Regions from separate parts of the Gossypium arboreum genome. Here region 2 is linked to region 1. A link is a contact called in public Hi-C data. All regions are on one chromosome and are shown on one strand. Each heading gives the region's core, a stretch centred on a gene start, on an enhancer-like site or on the middle of the called end of the contact. The rest is flanking DNA. Distances are from core to core; before and after follow the strand shown.

Evidence for each region. A called contact is a pair of places that touch in the nucleus more often than the background predicts.
Region 2: a contact with region 1 is called in a Hi-C map of leaf, with 2.6 times the contacts expected there. The contact joins two enhancer-like sites. A contact is called at or near these places in 2 of 5 Hi-C or Micro-C datasets (both in leaf).

What each region holds. Positions count from the first base shown.
Region 1 is chr2:26,756,072-26,763,722 of ASM2569848v2, reverse strand. It overlaps LOC108467243 (a long non-coding RNA gene), which reads right to left and starts at 7,280. Exons shown (of 4, transcript XR_008277510.1): 1 at 7,024-7,280; 2 at 6,611-6,773; 3 at 5,958-6,475. Within about 2 kb of position 4,417, at least 1 of the 2 cell types and tissues checked has an H3K27ac peak or open chromatin away from gene starts, as enhancers often do. A contact at or near this core is called in leaf, where this site is marked.
Region 2 is chr2:27,093,617-27,101,267 of ASM2569848v2, reverse strand. No RefSeq gene overlaps it. Among protein-coding and RNA genes, the nearest start is that of LOC128284273, 43 kb to the right of the region's middle. Within about 2 kb of position 4,082, at least 1 of the 2 cell types and tissues checked has an H3K27ac peak or open chromatin away from gene starts, as enhancers often do. A contact at or near this core is called in leaf, where this site is marked.

The DNA.
Region 1 (7,651 bases), core at 3,168-5,667:
GACTAATAATAAATATTAATTTCATGTACATTTTGTTTAAGGTCTTATACCACCTAATTGAAAATTTTGCCCTACAAGGCCATGTCTCGAGACATTGCCATGGCACTATAGAAATTTGGTTTTGAAGTTGCCTTGTCTTAAGACAATAGGGTGTATGTCTCGAGACAATGAGGTATTTGTTTCGAGACAAAGTCCAATATGTCTTGAGACACTTCCCTGGAACTGTAAAAATTTAAGTTTGAAGTTTAGATGTCTTAAGACCTGAGACATAGGACCTGAATGCTCTACTTTCAAACACTTCTAAACCATACCAAATTTGCTCATGATCAATCCAAACATTAACCAAGACTCTTAAGCCATGTAATACCTTTTATTTACCCATTTCAAATACTATATATATATAACACAAGTATAAATATAACTAAAAATCCCCTTTCTTACGCTATTACTCACCAATGTACATGCCATTAACCTAAACCTGCATTTTAAAGATTCCATAATTATCACCAACTCCGTGAGATGTGAAGATATAATCATAATATATCATAACTCAGTGTTACACAAGATTCCTTTTAGCAGGGTCATTGGGCTCATGCTTTTGGGATTTGGTAATAGGTATTGAAAATTCTAATGGGTGTTTTAATGGCTAATGATTTTACTTGAAATTAGATAGAATTTTTTATTTGAAAATTCACTAATTTTTTGGAAATTCAAGTTTCCGAAAAATTCAAGGATGGTGTTAACGAATTTTTACAACTTCATGATTATGCAATGCCAGAAAACACATAATAGTGCCAATAATTTCCCAAATATCAAATCACTCACAAAATCAACCCAAAACATGACACAATACATAAGATGTAATGACCGAAAATTTCAATATCAAATTTCGTGTCAAATTGAAATAAGTTCAGCAATTTTTTTTATAACAAATTATTTCAAATTTTTTAGATTAAACTATATAGTTTAGATTTTTATGGATTATGAACTTATTTGAATTTTTTGTGCTGATATGTAAAAAAAAAAGCCCCTAAGAAAATATTTTAAAAAAAATCTACTAAGCCCCAATATTAAATTCGCATCTAAATAGCATTTATTATTAATTTAAATAATCATTAAGTCCCTTAATAGTTTCTGTCATCAACCACATTTACTGTTAAAATAAATTGACGAATAATCAGATGACAACATGATAGCCTCTAATTTAATGTGAGTTTATCTTATTTTATAGAAAGCCATTGAATTGATTTGCATATGGGATATTCTGAAGTGGTAATCATGATTTTCTTTAAGCAAAAAGATGAGGAATCCTAGTTGAAATTGAATTTAATTGAGAAATGTGGTATAATAAATATATGAGTAAGGTAATGGTTATTGTTTCTTTTGTTTCGAGCCAAGGTCTTATTATAAACATGAAGTTGTTTCTAAATAAAATAGCTTCGTATATGGTCAAATCATATTTAGCATGATCTATAACAATATATTGGCAATTTATTTCCTCTTTTAATTAGTAGATTTTATTTTAAAATTTTGTGGGGAGCAATTTGTTTTGGGTGAGGCAACAAGTAATAAGAATAATTATAATTGAATTATGAACTCTCTCTGAAAACCAAGAGTGATTTCCAAAGAGTCCTTGAGAAAGCAGTAACTACTACAGCTTGGGATAGAGGAGAGCGGTGGCGACAACAGGGAGGGTAGAGATGAGATATCTCTACTGGCGGAAAAACTAATCCAATTATCAGTTCAGTGCTCGATAGTGGTACAAAATGCAAAACCTACCCTTATATGTTCAATTTGGACAAAAAAGCCCTACAATCTAGAAAGTTTTAGGGCGCAGATGAAGAGCACATGGAAGACTAAAAAAAATTTGAGATCCGATTGGTAGGTCAGAATCTCTTTTCAATTGTGTTTGATCTAGAAGAAGATTTGGAGACAATTATGGAGGGACGCCCATGGTTGTTTCAAAAATACCCAGTTTTATTTGATCGGCTTAAATTAGATTCTGCTCTTCTCTTCTCCATTCTAGATCAGAATGGGCTTGTGTCTGCCAATAAACCGATAGAGAGAAATCAGATTCGGCTCTTCTCTTCTTCGTTCTAGATCAGAACGGGCTCATGTTTGCCAAAATTCGACAAAAAAGATCTTTTACATGCCATTGGTGTTACTTTTGGAGGAGTAATTAGATCTAAAATTATTGGTGATTTATGCAGGTTAAGAAAAAACCTGGAGGTGTAGAAACCCTTTCGAAGAGATATTTTTGTTTCAAGTGACAATAATTTTAAATCGTGGATTTCTTTTTAATAGGATAAGTTACAGATTTTTTGTTTTGGATGTAGAAGAATGGGGCATAGTATTAACAATTGTCTTGTGCTAGATCTTGTAGAAATCAATAAAATTAGAGACGATCCACCATACACTTTAGCACTAAAAGCTGAATCAAATTTAATTAGAAAGGAGAGTATAAAATTAAATACTTTCTCAAAGAAGATGGTGTTTCAATGCTCTTTCACAGGAAACACGAAAACAAAGCACAACAAAATTAATAAATCCGTTGAAGGTAATACGCATGGGAGACCCAAAGAATCAGGCAAAATTCATCTTTACTGACAAATCAAGCTGGATCAGAATGGACTTCAAGTGATGGGTTTGGAGGTAGTGTTAAAGAATCAGGAGGAAGGCTCTACTATGATGCAAACTAGTGAGAAGATTGAAAGATCCAGTGAACTGGGGCAAAATTCAACTTTAATGAAAAATCAAGCTGGAAGAGAATTGCTCCAAGGATTTTGATAGATAAAAGAAGGGATGAAAGCACTATGGGGAAGCGAAAATTTCCAAAATTTGATAAAGGAGATAACAACACAGAATTTTCATATGAAGATGGAGTAAAAAGATTAGAATAAAAAGGAATAATTGACCGAGCAAAAGTTCCCATGGGTATGATGAATGAAAATTTGAAACAAAATGATGTTCCCAACAGTTTAGGATCGTCAGCTGCCAAATGGCAAGCCGACCGGGCGCAATGAAAAACATATATTGGACTGTCCGTGGGTTGGGGAGTCCAGGGTCGGTACGGAGGCTGCGGCATTTGTTAAAGCAACATAATCCCCATATGGTCTTCTTAATGGAGACTAAAATTGTTTAAAAAAAAAAACTTATGGAACAAGTTAGAAGGAGCTGTGGATTTATGAATGGGATTGACATTGAAACTGAAGGTTCTCGTGGTGGACAGTGTTTAGCTTGGAAAGGAGATATCACGGTTAATTTGAGAAGTTTTTCTAAGAACCACATTGATGTAATCATAAAAGAGGATTCTACTAAAGAAGATTGGCAGTTTACGGGGTTTTATGGTTCACCTTATTCGAACCATAAGAATTTTTTGTGGAATCTACTAAGAAAATTGGGCCAAGAAAACAACCATCCTTGGTTAGTAAGTGGTGATTTTAACGAGATTATGTACTCCTTTGAAAAAATTGGAGTAATTCATATAGAGCAGAGGAGAATGAAAGCCTTTCAAGAGGTTTTAGAGGAATGCTAGCTTATGGATATAGGTTACTCGAGGGTTTGGTTCACATGGGAAAAGGGGAACTTGCCAAAAATAAAAATAAAAGAGAGACTTGATAGGGTAGTTACAAATGAAAAAATGGATGAATCTGTTTCAAATGGTAAGTCTTCAACATCTACCCTATTCAATGTCGGGTCAGTGCCCTCTCGTTTTAAATACAAACAATGGAATCATGTTTACAGGGAGTCTAAAATTTAAATTTGAGAAGTGGTGGACCATGGAAGAGTCTTTCGAACAAGAGGTAAAGTTATCATGGGAATCCTCAACACGGACGTTAATAGAGAAACTTCAAAAATTATTGTTTTGTTTGAAGAGATGGGCAAGCACAATTAAAAGAGGTAGAGAGGGACTAAAAAGAAAGTTAAAAAAGGAACTCTCAGTTTTGTTAGAGAAAGAAAGGTATGATGAAACAATGGCTAAAATTATTGATACTACAATTCATCTTAATATGGAGATTAATAAAGATGAAATATACTGGGAACAAAGGGCAAGAGCAAATTAGATTCTGCTTGGGGATAAAAATTCAGCCTTTTTTCACTAATGCGCCTAAATTTGTAGACTATCTACCACAATTTATAGGCTGTAATTGTATGAAGGGAAATTACTAATGATTCAGAGATTAAAGAGGTTATTACTTCATTCTTTCAGGAGCTTCTTATGAAAAATGGAGTTGAAGACCCATCAAATCTTCTTATGGGCATTGAAGGAAATTTTTTTATTGAGTTAAATTCAGCTTTATTATCTCCTTTTACGGCAGAAAAAGTGCAAACAACTTTAAGAGGAATGGGGCCTACAAAAGTACCAAGACCTTTTTACTTTCCAGTATTATTCTTTCAAGGGTGTTGCCGCATAATAGGTAAAGATGTTTAGAACTTCTGCTTAGGTATCCTGAATAGGGACCAAAATTTCAACTCTCTTAATATGACTGATAAAATTCTTATTCCAAAAGTCCAAAATCCTACAAAATTAGTTAGCTTTAGACATATTTGTTTTTGTACTGTCATATATAAAATTGTGGCAAAAATATTAGCAAATTGTTTACTAGAAGTTATTGGTAGCTACATTGGTAAAGCATAAAGCGCTTTTGTACAGGGAGACTTATATATGATAATGTGCTTTTAGCATAAGAAATTCTACACAGATTTCGACAAAAGGGAACAGGAGAAAAGAATATATGGCAGTGAAACTAGATATGAGTAAAGCTTATGATAGAGTTGAATAGGACTTTATAAAGATAGTACTGTTACAAATAGGCTTCTCAAGGGAGTGGGTGGTATTAATTATGAAATACATTACCACAATCTCTTATGTAGTAAATATCAATGGAAAGAAGGGAGGAACTTTTCAACCTATAAAGGGGCTTAGCCGAGGTAATCCCCTTAGTCCATTTCTTTTTCTAATACGTAGTGCAGAACTTTCATCATTGATGAGATAAAAAATGGTAGAGGGTTTGCTAAAAGGTGAAAAAGCAAGCAAAAGAGGGCCGGAGTTATCTCACCTACTTTTTGCGGATGATTGTATTTTGTTTGGTGAAGTAACAATTAGGGGTGCGACAATTTTGAAAGGGATACTAAAGGAATATGAAAGCTGCTCAGGGCAATGTGTAAACTTTAATAAATCAACGATCTTCTACAACTCAAATACAAAAGAAGAAAAAAAAAGAAGTCTCAACAATGCTAGGAATAAGAAGCTTAACAAATCTTGAAAAATATTTGGCTCTCCCTAATGTTCTAGGCAGACGGTAAATCGAATCTTTTCAAAATTTAAAAAAAAAAAGGTCTCTGGGAATTAAATGCTGCGTCACTAAGTTTCTATCGTAAGGGAGAAAGGAGATCTTCTTTAAATCAGTACTACAGGCAATACCTACGTATGCTATGTCTTGCTTTCTTCTACCAAATTTATTATATGGAGAGATCGAAAATATTTGTGCTAGATTTTCGTGGCAAAAGGGCCACGGGAAAAGAGGAATACAATGGTGCTAGTGGAAACATTTGTGTCGTCCTAAAGAGGAAGGCAAAATGGGGTTCGAGAGTATGACTATTTAATATCGCATTACTAAGAAAACAAGGATAGAGGTTCTTAAATTACCCAAATTCTTTAGTTGCGCAAGTATTTAAAGCAAAATATTTTCCAGAAGATTTTTTTTAAACTCGTGATTGGGAAATAATAGCACTTTTGTATGGAGGAGTATATGGGCGAGTAAGGGTATTTTGGAAGGAGGATTTTGCTGGAAGGTAGGTTTGGGTACGATCATTTCCGTTATTAATGACAATTGGATTCCAGATTCAAGAAACTTTAGACTATCGTCAAGTAATTTTAATTTGTCAGATTTTAAAGTTGCTGAGTTAATTGATTCTAATGAAAGGAAATGGAAGAGAAAGCTGATTGTCAATACCTTCCCAGAAGTAGAAGTAGAAAAGATCCTTAGCATCCCGTTGGTGAAAGAACCTCATGTTGATATCCTGACGTGGAGCGGGGAACCTTCGGGAGAATACTCTGTTCGAAGTGCCTACAAACTATTACAAATTTTTTATCCTAGAGCTTATGCTTTACAAACCGACTACAGGGATTTTTACAAAAAAACTTTGGCTCTTAGATCTACCTACCAAAATTAAAGTTACAATTTGGAAAATCTCATGGAACTATCTGCCTACAAGGGCTAACATGGTATACAGAAAACTAGTAAACAATTTTGCATGCCCCCGTTGTAGTGAAGGAGCAGAATCAATAGACCACCTCTTCCGCAAATGTCTTATTTCAGTGTCATTTTGGAGAGCATTATCGACCTCAAACTTTAAACAGGAATCTAATATAACATTTGAACAGTGGCTTACTAGGGTTTTCGTTCAACATCCTTTCAGTCATTGCAAAAATTTTGCTGTGCGCTATGGGCCATCTAGGGAGACAGAAATGCTTGTATTCATAAAAAGACAAACAGATTTGGTCAGGAGATAGCAAAATTTGTCCACAACTATATAACAAAGCTACACGGTGTTGGAAAAATAACATCCAAAGGTTTAAAGGAGGAAATAAAATGGAAACACCCACCTGGCCAAACAATAAAAATTAAATTTGATGGAGCCTATGATGAGCGGAATCATCAGTCGGCATCCAAAATAGTCGTCAAAAACAGTGAAGGGCTCGTCCTCCTATCATGCTCAAAGATTCTTCAAAGAGTGTCATCCGCCTTTGCTGTTGAAGCCTTTGCTTGCTGTAAAGCAACCCAGTTAGGAATTGACATGCAATGGCCATAAATCATCATTGAGGGCGATTCTTTATCGATAATAAAGAAATGCAAGGCTAAAGGGTATGATAAATCATAGATAGGGGCTTATATACATGATATTCATCAGTTAAAGATCAGATCCAGAAGTCTATGGTTCGAATATACCCCAAGAACAACAAATGTTTTAGCCCATATTTTTGCAACAGAAACTTTGAAGAAGAAGGAAGAGATGTACCTAGTTGAGAGTGTCCCCAAATATGTTGAAAACCAAATGGAAAATGATAGCATGAGAGAACCGGATTGAAGAAGAAAGGAGATGGAGAGAAAGTGAGGAAGTTTCAAAATGAACAGATCAAAAGTCACGGGGATTAAAGCTTCCTTTGAAAACAGTAGCGCCATTAAAACTGAAATGACAGAATGATGGAAAGACAGAAGTCAGAATTTTTCTGATTGGGTATTAGGACGATAGTAATAATTACACTCTAGAATTTTCTGTTTATTTTTCTTAGTTTCTAAGATATTTTTTTCTTTAACGGGCCATTTTGAGTTTTGGGCCTTCAGTAATGTTTTGATAAATTTTGAAATTTTTTATATTTTTAATTATTATATATAAGCCCAATCCGATTATTAATTTAAAAAAAGAATAATTATAATTGCATAGTCAATATGAAATAAGACTTATTTAGGTTATATAATTTGGGATAATTCTTTTGGAAATTTTATATATTTTAAAGGTTTACACAAATCTCACATACTTTAAATATACCTATCAAAATTATGTTTATATAATGCTGTTTTACTTTAAGCTTGCAAGAGCTAAAATTAGAGGATGGGCACATGCACATGAGGCCTAAGCCCGAAAG
Region 2 (7,651 bases), core at 2,833-5,332, 340 kb before region 1:
ATCTCCTCCCCAATCTCCTCAATTTGGCTAAGCTCTATCCCCCTCTCAAATCCCTAAAATCTCTCCCCTTATCCCTCCTTAATCCATGCATTTGACTGTTTCAAACTCTCCCCCACAGAGTTCCATTCAGCTTTAAACTCTAGCATGCACAAGCATAAAAATAACATTACCTTTGCCATCACAGGGAATCGAACCCAGGTCTCCCCTAACCACTTACACGCCACCCTTATAGCTCCCTAGTGGCGTCACTTAGCCACTTTACCAAAGGCTCATTTGTGTTACATTTCACCCACAAATTTTAATAAGACCACCTATCCAAGGCCCCTAACTTCTTAAGTCCAAAATTCAAAAAATTCCACCGGGTTTTGGCCAACACATGGGCTTTCCATAAGCCCATTTACCTACTCAAATTTTGAATTCCACAACCAAATACCAAATTTTTAAAAACTTTACCAAAATATCGAGAATCGCGAAAAACTCGAAGATCAGGATGTTACAGATACTCCCGGTTGAACCTTAGGAATAATTTGGATATCCATGCCATGACATTTGGGTGATGTGTATGCTAGTGTAAAACCTGTCTGGGACATGGCATCGGCACCGATAAATGAGAGCCAGTGTAAGACCTATCTAGGACATAGCATCGGCCTAGAGATATGCAAGCTAGTGTAAGACCTGTTTGGGACATGGCATCGGCTTGAGATGTGTCAGTGTAAGACCTGTCTGGGACATGGCATTGACACAGATAAGTGAGAGCCAGTGTAAAACCTGTCTGGGACATGGCATCGGCCTCGATGTATGGAAGTCAGTGTTAGACCTGTCTAGGACATGGCATCGACTTAGATGTGAGAGCCAGTGTAAGACCATGTTTGGAACATGGCATCGGTATCGTATCCTATGTTTAAGGCTTAGTGATTATCCTATAGTATTCCAAATGGTTCAACGGGAACTTTACGGTTTATGTCAAAATGATAGCGTTTATGACCATGTTGTGAGTGGTACAGATACTTATATGAAATTGATGATATGTGAACTCTATTTTTGTTGAATGAATAGCTAGGAATGAACATTTACTCTTGTGTGAGTTATGATATATTGGGAGTATGATCACATGTGGTAACATGGTTGTTATTTCGATATTACATGCAACTTACTAAGCTTTATGCTCACCATCTTTCCTTTTCATTTTCTTATAGTGCCGCCAAATTAGCCCGTGGATCGAAGAAAGTCAGAGGCATCGCTCACACTATCACTCAAAGCTTTTGGTATAGTTAGTTTTATTATCTTGAGTATGGCATATATAGGGATTGAGTCTTTTTGTTATGTGTCATATTGTTAAGCTAACCAATTATGTTGGCTTAGGATGAAAACCTTCCTTTTTTGTATAAGGCCATGGTTAATGGTTAATATTCATTATTAATAATTGCAAATGATGATGCTTCTTTGGATGAACAAAATGTATGAATGATCAAGTGCATGTTTGGTTGTTAGGGTGTTATGAGGTTTGCATTTGATTGTCATGTTGGGATTGATTTAGTCTTATATTGATGTATGAATTGGAGATATTTGTTGTTGTGTAGGTTGGTGCAAGTAAGGGTGGCAAAAAGGCTTGGTAGATAGCCTTGTTTTGTCTACAGGGTAGACACACGGGCGTGTGTCTAGGCCATGTGCGACACACAGTTGGCCTCATGGGCGTGTTGTCCAGCTGTGTGTCCCTTGCACCTTAAAATTTCAAGTCAGTATGCATGGTAGTAAACACACGGGCAGAGACACGGCTGTGTGTCTCAGGTGCGTGAAGTCTGTACCTTGAATGTGAAATTAAATTCACCACACGGCCTAACACACGGGTGTGTGCCTTTGCCGTGTGCCCCTAAATGGTTGCTGACGTTAGAAACAGAATGTCAAGGTTTTTGGACACGGCCTGGGACACGGGCGTGTCATGGCCATGTGAGGGACACAGGCCATAGGCACGGGTTTGTGCAAGGCCGTGTGAAAACCCATGTAGGTTCAAATTAGAAATTAATTCTACACGAGTTAGGGACACGAGCGTGTCCCGATGTGTTGAGGCCGTGTGAACTGCACAGGCCTTCAACACGTCCATGCCAAGAAGGCCACACAGGCGTGTTGCCCTTTCTACACGGGCATGTGCCCCTGTTTCAAGAGTCATTTTTCAGAGTTCTTTAAAGGACCCGAGTTGGTTTCGAATCGTCCTTAAAGCTTATTTTGGGCCTCGTAGGCTTGTAGTAAGGAATTCTAGACAAGGTTTGAAAAGTTTTAAATTTGATCATCTTTATATGATATATAAATGTTGGAATGCATGTGTTTATGTTTAGTAATGCCTCATACTCAGTCCCGGCTTCGGACTTGGGTAAGGGGTGTTACAGAAACGGTGCCATTTTGGCGCCCTATTTAAGTAAAAAAAATGCTTCAAAAAAATTCATTTTTAAACTGTTTTAAAAAAAAAATCACTTTGTTCTTTTTTTTCTCCAGCGCCCCCCAAGTTCGGCCATAGGGCCGGCACAACTCTGCCATGGCCACCGATTATTGGCGACGGCGCCGCCGCCTCCGATGGCCGAAGTTGTAGAAAAGAGCCCTTTTTTTTGTCTTTGTTACACTGGACATCAGATCTAGGTCCAGAAACCCCTAAAACCCTACCAAAATTTGAAAAAAAGCTGAAAGAACCTTTCGATTCGCACCTGTCCTCTGACGCGACCTTTCGGCAAATCACCTAGGATCCGATGGCCTTTTAAATGGAAAGAAAGGACGACAGTGGTGGCGAAGGTAAAAGTTTTCTTTTTATTTTATTATATATTTTCGAAATAAAAAGATAAAAAAGAAGAAGAGAGAATCACCTTTCTTTTGTGTTTTTTCCGATTTCTATTTCAAAAAAAAAAATCCTCCTCTACAATTTGGTTTTTTAGGCTTTTTATAGCCGATTGATTACAATATATTCTCTTTTTTTTACTGTTTCTTCTACTGTTATTGCTACTATTTGTCCCTGACCTTTTTCTCTCCTTTTTTGTAGGTGGCCATAGAGTTAACAACGAGGAAAGACCCCTGTCTTTCCCGTTTTGGTGCAATGGTGGCAGGGGTGAGTCAAGCCTTGAGACGAGGAGCCCTGGGCGACGTGCATGCAAAAGGGGAGAGGTGCTATGCCAGAAGCTAGGGTTTTTCTTGAAAATAGTTTGGGCTATTGGGCCATTAGGCCATTAGGGTTTTTATTTTGGGCTGTTTGTAATTGTAAATTTAGGCTGATTTTTTTTGTAAATGAATTGTTATAATAGATTCTGATATCTTTTATTTTTATTTTTTGTTTGGATTTTGTTTAGGCCTAGGCTAAATTGACCTATTACATTAGCTTATCACATATAAATTAACATTCCTACCTCCACCACCTTTTTTCCTAAATGAACACTTGTACTAATAATTACTAATGACTCAATTTCATCATTGAACTAAAAGCCTATGAAAAGGCAAAAGTTAGCATAATCTTGGTGGATTAAAATTAAAAACTTTATGATTACTAATTTTTTTATTTTATTTTTTCTTGAAAGTATTTAATTTTAGTGCAACTTATTATTATGTTTTTCTGGATGAACTACGTGCACCTTATTAATTGAGCAATACATATATTTTATTTCTACCTTTTGGTTTTAGAATGTACAATTAATTAATTGTATCAAGAGTTGAATAAAAAGTATAAATTAAAAACTCAACAAGAAACAATAAACATTTAAAATTTTAGAATCTCAATCTTTATTAACAATATTGAAACCTCTTTGAATGTCCTAGTATCCATGTTTCTATGTCCAAAATGACAGTAAATTAGGGTTTACTCACTCAATCTATAGTACTTGGATTTTAAGGGCAATAATGGAGGTATTTTCAAAGAGTAAGAAGAGGAAGAGGGGGGGAGTTGCCATCCACGTGCTGCCATGTTAGTTTTGAATAAATGAATGTAATGTAGACTTTGTGTGAAGGAATATCGCACGTGTGGGAAGGTAAAGAAGCATCGAAGGAAAGCTCGCCACGTCGAATTTGACCCGACTCCTTTGGGTTTTTTAAGTATTCTTAGAAATGATAGCAAAGAAAACTCAAGTCACATGATACCTGACAACTCTACTTCCTTTGTCACGTGCTTCATGAACCCCCGCTCATCCTATATTCCTATTAAGTATATTTGATATCAAGTGTTTATGCCTTAGTATATTTGATATCAAGTGTTTATGCCTTACTATAGATAAAAGAAAAAAGTATTTATATAAAATAAATGATATGAGGTTGAATTTTTAGAGATTAAGGTGTTATAAGTAAATGTGAGTTTTTCTTCTAAATTTAATTATGGATTTAAATTGATTTTATAGATATGAAAATAAAAATATCCTTATAGTAGTATTTTATAGATATAAAAAAAATCTTATCCATTTTACCTATGTATTATGGTTACCATTTAATCTTAAGTTTAGTCATTAATATTATTAAGGAAAATGACTGAATGAGTCGCCCACATCTAATTCGGTCTATACTCTTTGTTGTTTGTTAAATTTTAATGCCACACATTAATAAAATAGTAGGTGAGTTACGACTACAGTGTTAATAGCAGTAAAGTATATAATAAACCATACACAAATTTGCATGGATATTATTACATTAGTCTAAAAGTTAATTATTATTATTTTTGAGTTAAATTTATAAAATAAATTTTAAAAATTAAAATATATTTTAAAATTTTGTACCTTTATATATTTAAAATTTAATATGTTTATTTTTATTTTTAAAATTTTAGTCCTTTTATTTTTAAATTTAAAATTCAGATTCAAATTGTTAATACCATTAAATTATTTTATTAAATTTGTTGGTATAACTTTTGCAATTTTAAAATACTCACTTAATAGCCATTTAACAAAAATATTAACATTGCAATGGACTTGAATTTAACAAATAATTTTAATAGTATTAATAACTCTTAAAATTTACATCAACATTTTAATCAAAACAAAGTATTTGAGCTAATCAATGACATTGTAAAATTGAGGTATCAATTTGTGTCAAAAAGTTGAAGTATAAAAATTGAGTCTTATATTTGAGTGTAGCAGAGGGATCAAAATTAAAATTTGACCATTTTATATAATCTAAAATTTTAGTGTAGCATAAAGACTAAAATTAAAATTTACCATTTTTTCTATAAAATGCAAAAAAAAAAAAACTACTCCACATGTCAACATGACCTTCGTTTTATATATATAACTAATATGGTCCACTCAGGTTGCGTTAGGTTGATTATTTATTCATGTTAAATTATAGAGTAAAAATTTAAAGATTAAACATATTTTAAGCAAAGTTTTTAAAACCAAAATGGTAGTCAAACTAGTCAGATCATTGGTTCGTACTATTCAATTAAATAAATCATTAAAAACATAAAAATAAAAATATTTTAAAAAATAAAAAATTGATTCAATCGGTTTTTTAGCTTAGTTCTCCATGCTCGTACTAGTTAGTAGGTCAATCGATCTGATACATCTCTTCAAATTAGTACCCTAGCTTGTTTGATCGGTTCGAGCAACTATAACTCTAAGTCTCTATATTTTTGTATATTTAGAATTTAGTCCTTCAATTTTATTTTTAAGAATTTAATATCTCAACTTTGTCAAATTAAAAATCTGCTTTGAAATTATATATAATCACATAATATTTTAATTGAAAAGTTAACTATATAAACTATTTGACCTAACTAATAAAATTCTAAAAATATAGAAATCAAATTATGTTAAAATTAAAATATATAAATTAAATATAGTGTATTAAAAGAACCAGTATTAGAAATTAACCATTTTTTCATAAATATTTAGGATATTATAAGGTTTAAAACCCCAGTTGATGTGGACATGTTACTTAGTTAACATGTGGACAACTTATTTTTGCCACGTGATAGCTCTATATTTTTCTTATTTTAATGAGAATAGTATAATTTCAAAATAATATATTTAAATTTTATTATATTCAACCATCGTAAAATTTTTTGAAATTAAAACATCTCCACGTACTAATTTTAGGCAAATATATCTTTAGAGAATAAGTATTAAATTGTTACTAATGTTATTTAATTGCAAAAGTATATAATTTATAGATAAATATTATCCTCAATTTATTAGATTTGTTGGAATTTTAATCTTTTACTCATATTATCACTCAAATTTATCCCTTAATTTATTAGATTTACAACAAAAATCAATTTACCCTAAAAATACAATAAAATCAATTTCATCATTATTTGTTACAAATTACAAATTACAAGTTTTATTTATTACTATTTTTTTAACAATTTTATTATAAGTTTTGATTATATATGCTTTTTTGTCACAATACTTAGAATTACCCATAGCCCATCACCAACCCATAATTAGGAGATAATGCACTTCAACGCACTTAAACACACATCCTCCTGCATTGGCAACAATATCCATGTCAATTATGCTAAGTCTCAATCGACTATTCATTACAGGTTATTATATTAATTTCTCCATTTAATTTAAATAATTAATTATTTAATTATATATCTATAACTGCTTATTAATCAAATATGTTTAAATGTTGATGATATAAAAAAAGAGTTCCAAAGAAATTTGAACGCTATATGATTTTGGTTTAAATTTCCCACTTCGTGCAATATGATTCATACATGCATTTTTACAAAATTTTAAGATCCTTCTCTATTACTATTTTCTGCACGTTTTAGGTTTTTTAATTTCCATGTTTGCAAATATTCATCTATTTTTCATATACACAATCAACGTTCTTTTCTTTCCCAGCTATAGAAGTTTCAAGTTCAAAAAAATCAGTATCTAAGCTCTCACCAAGACTGAATTTTGAAAAGATTTCACAATAGGTTAAAATTTATAATTTTTTTTCATATGGATGCAGTTTTACTACTGTTAATATTATTGTACCCTAAATCATTAATTAAATTTATAAATTTTATGTTAAAATATTTTTTTCAATTTTTATTAATTAAAAAGTCTTTAATTTGATTCTTCATCATAAATCAATCTTATGATTAAAACTATAAATCATTACTTTAACAATAAATTTTAAATTAAGATAAAAAATTGCCAACCGTTTTTTATTTAATTACTTCTTTTGTTACACTTCAAAAACATATTTAAGAATTTAATTCTCTCTCTTTATATCATCTTACCAACATATTACATTTACGTTAATTTGACATAAAATTCATATTTACAAAATTTTATCGTTAAATATTTTTCCATTTTATTTAATAACATTAATCCTAATACAATTTAAGCCCGTGACACTTCACACCTAACCCGATTACCGGAACAGGATGTGTGATATCACATTATGTTGTCGGAGCAACCCGGACTATTTCAATCCATTATATCAAATAATTTGGCGATCAATTGTAACTTTTTCCATAAAAATCCACTTTAATTTCTCTTAACTTTACAATTTTTTTTTAAATTAGTATCCCATAAAACTTTTCCACCTTTTCAATTTAAATCCATATAATACCTCAACTTATCAATTAATACTTCATTAATTCATCATATAACAATTACTCACTTAATGTCTCATCAATTCCATGTAAACTTCTCTTACATATTAGCAATTCCAACTTTTATATCAACTTCTT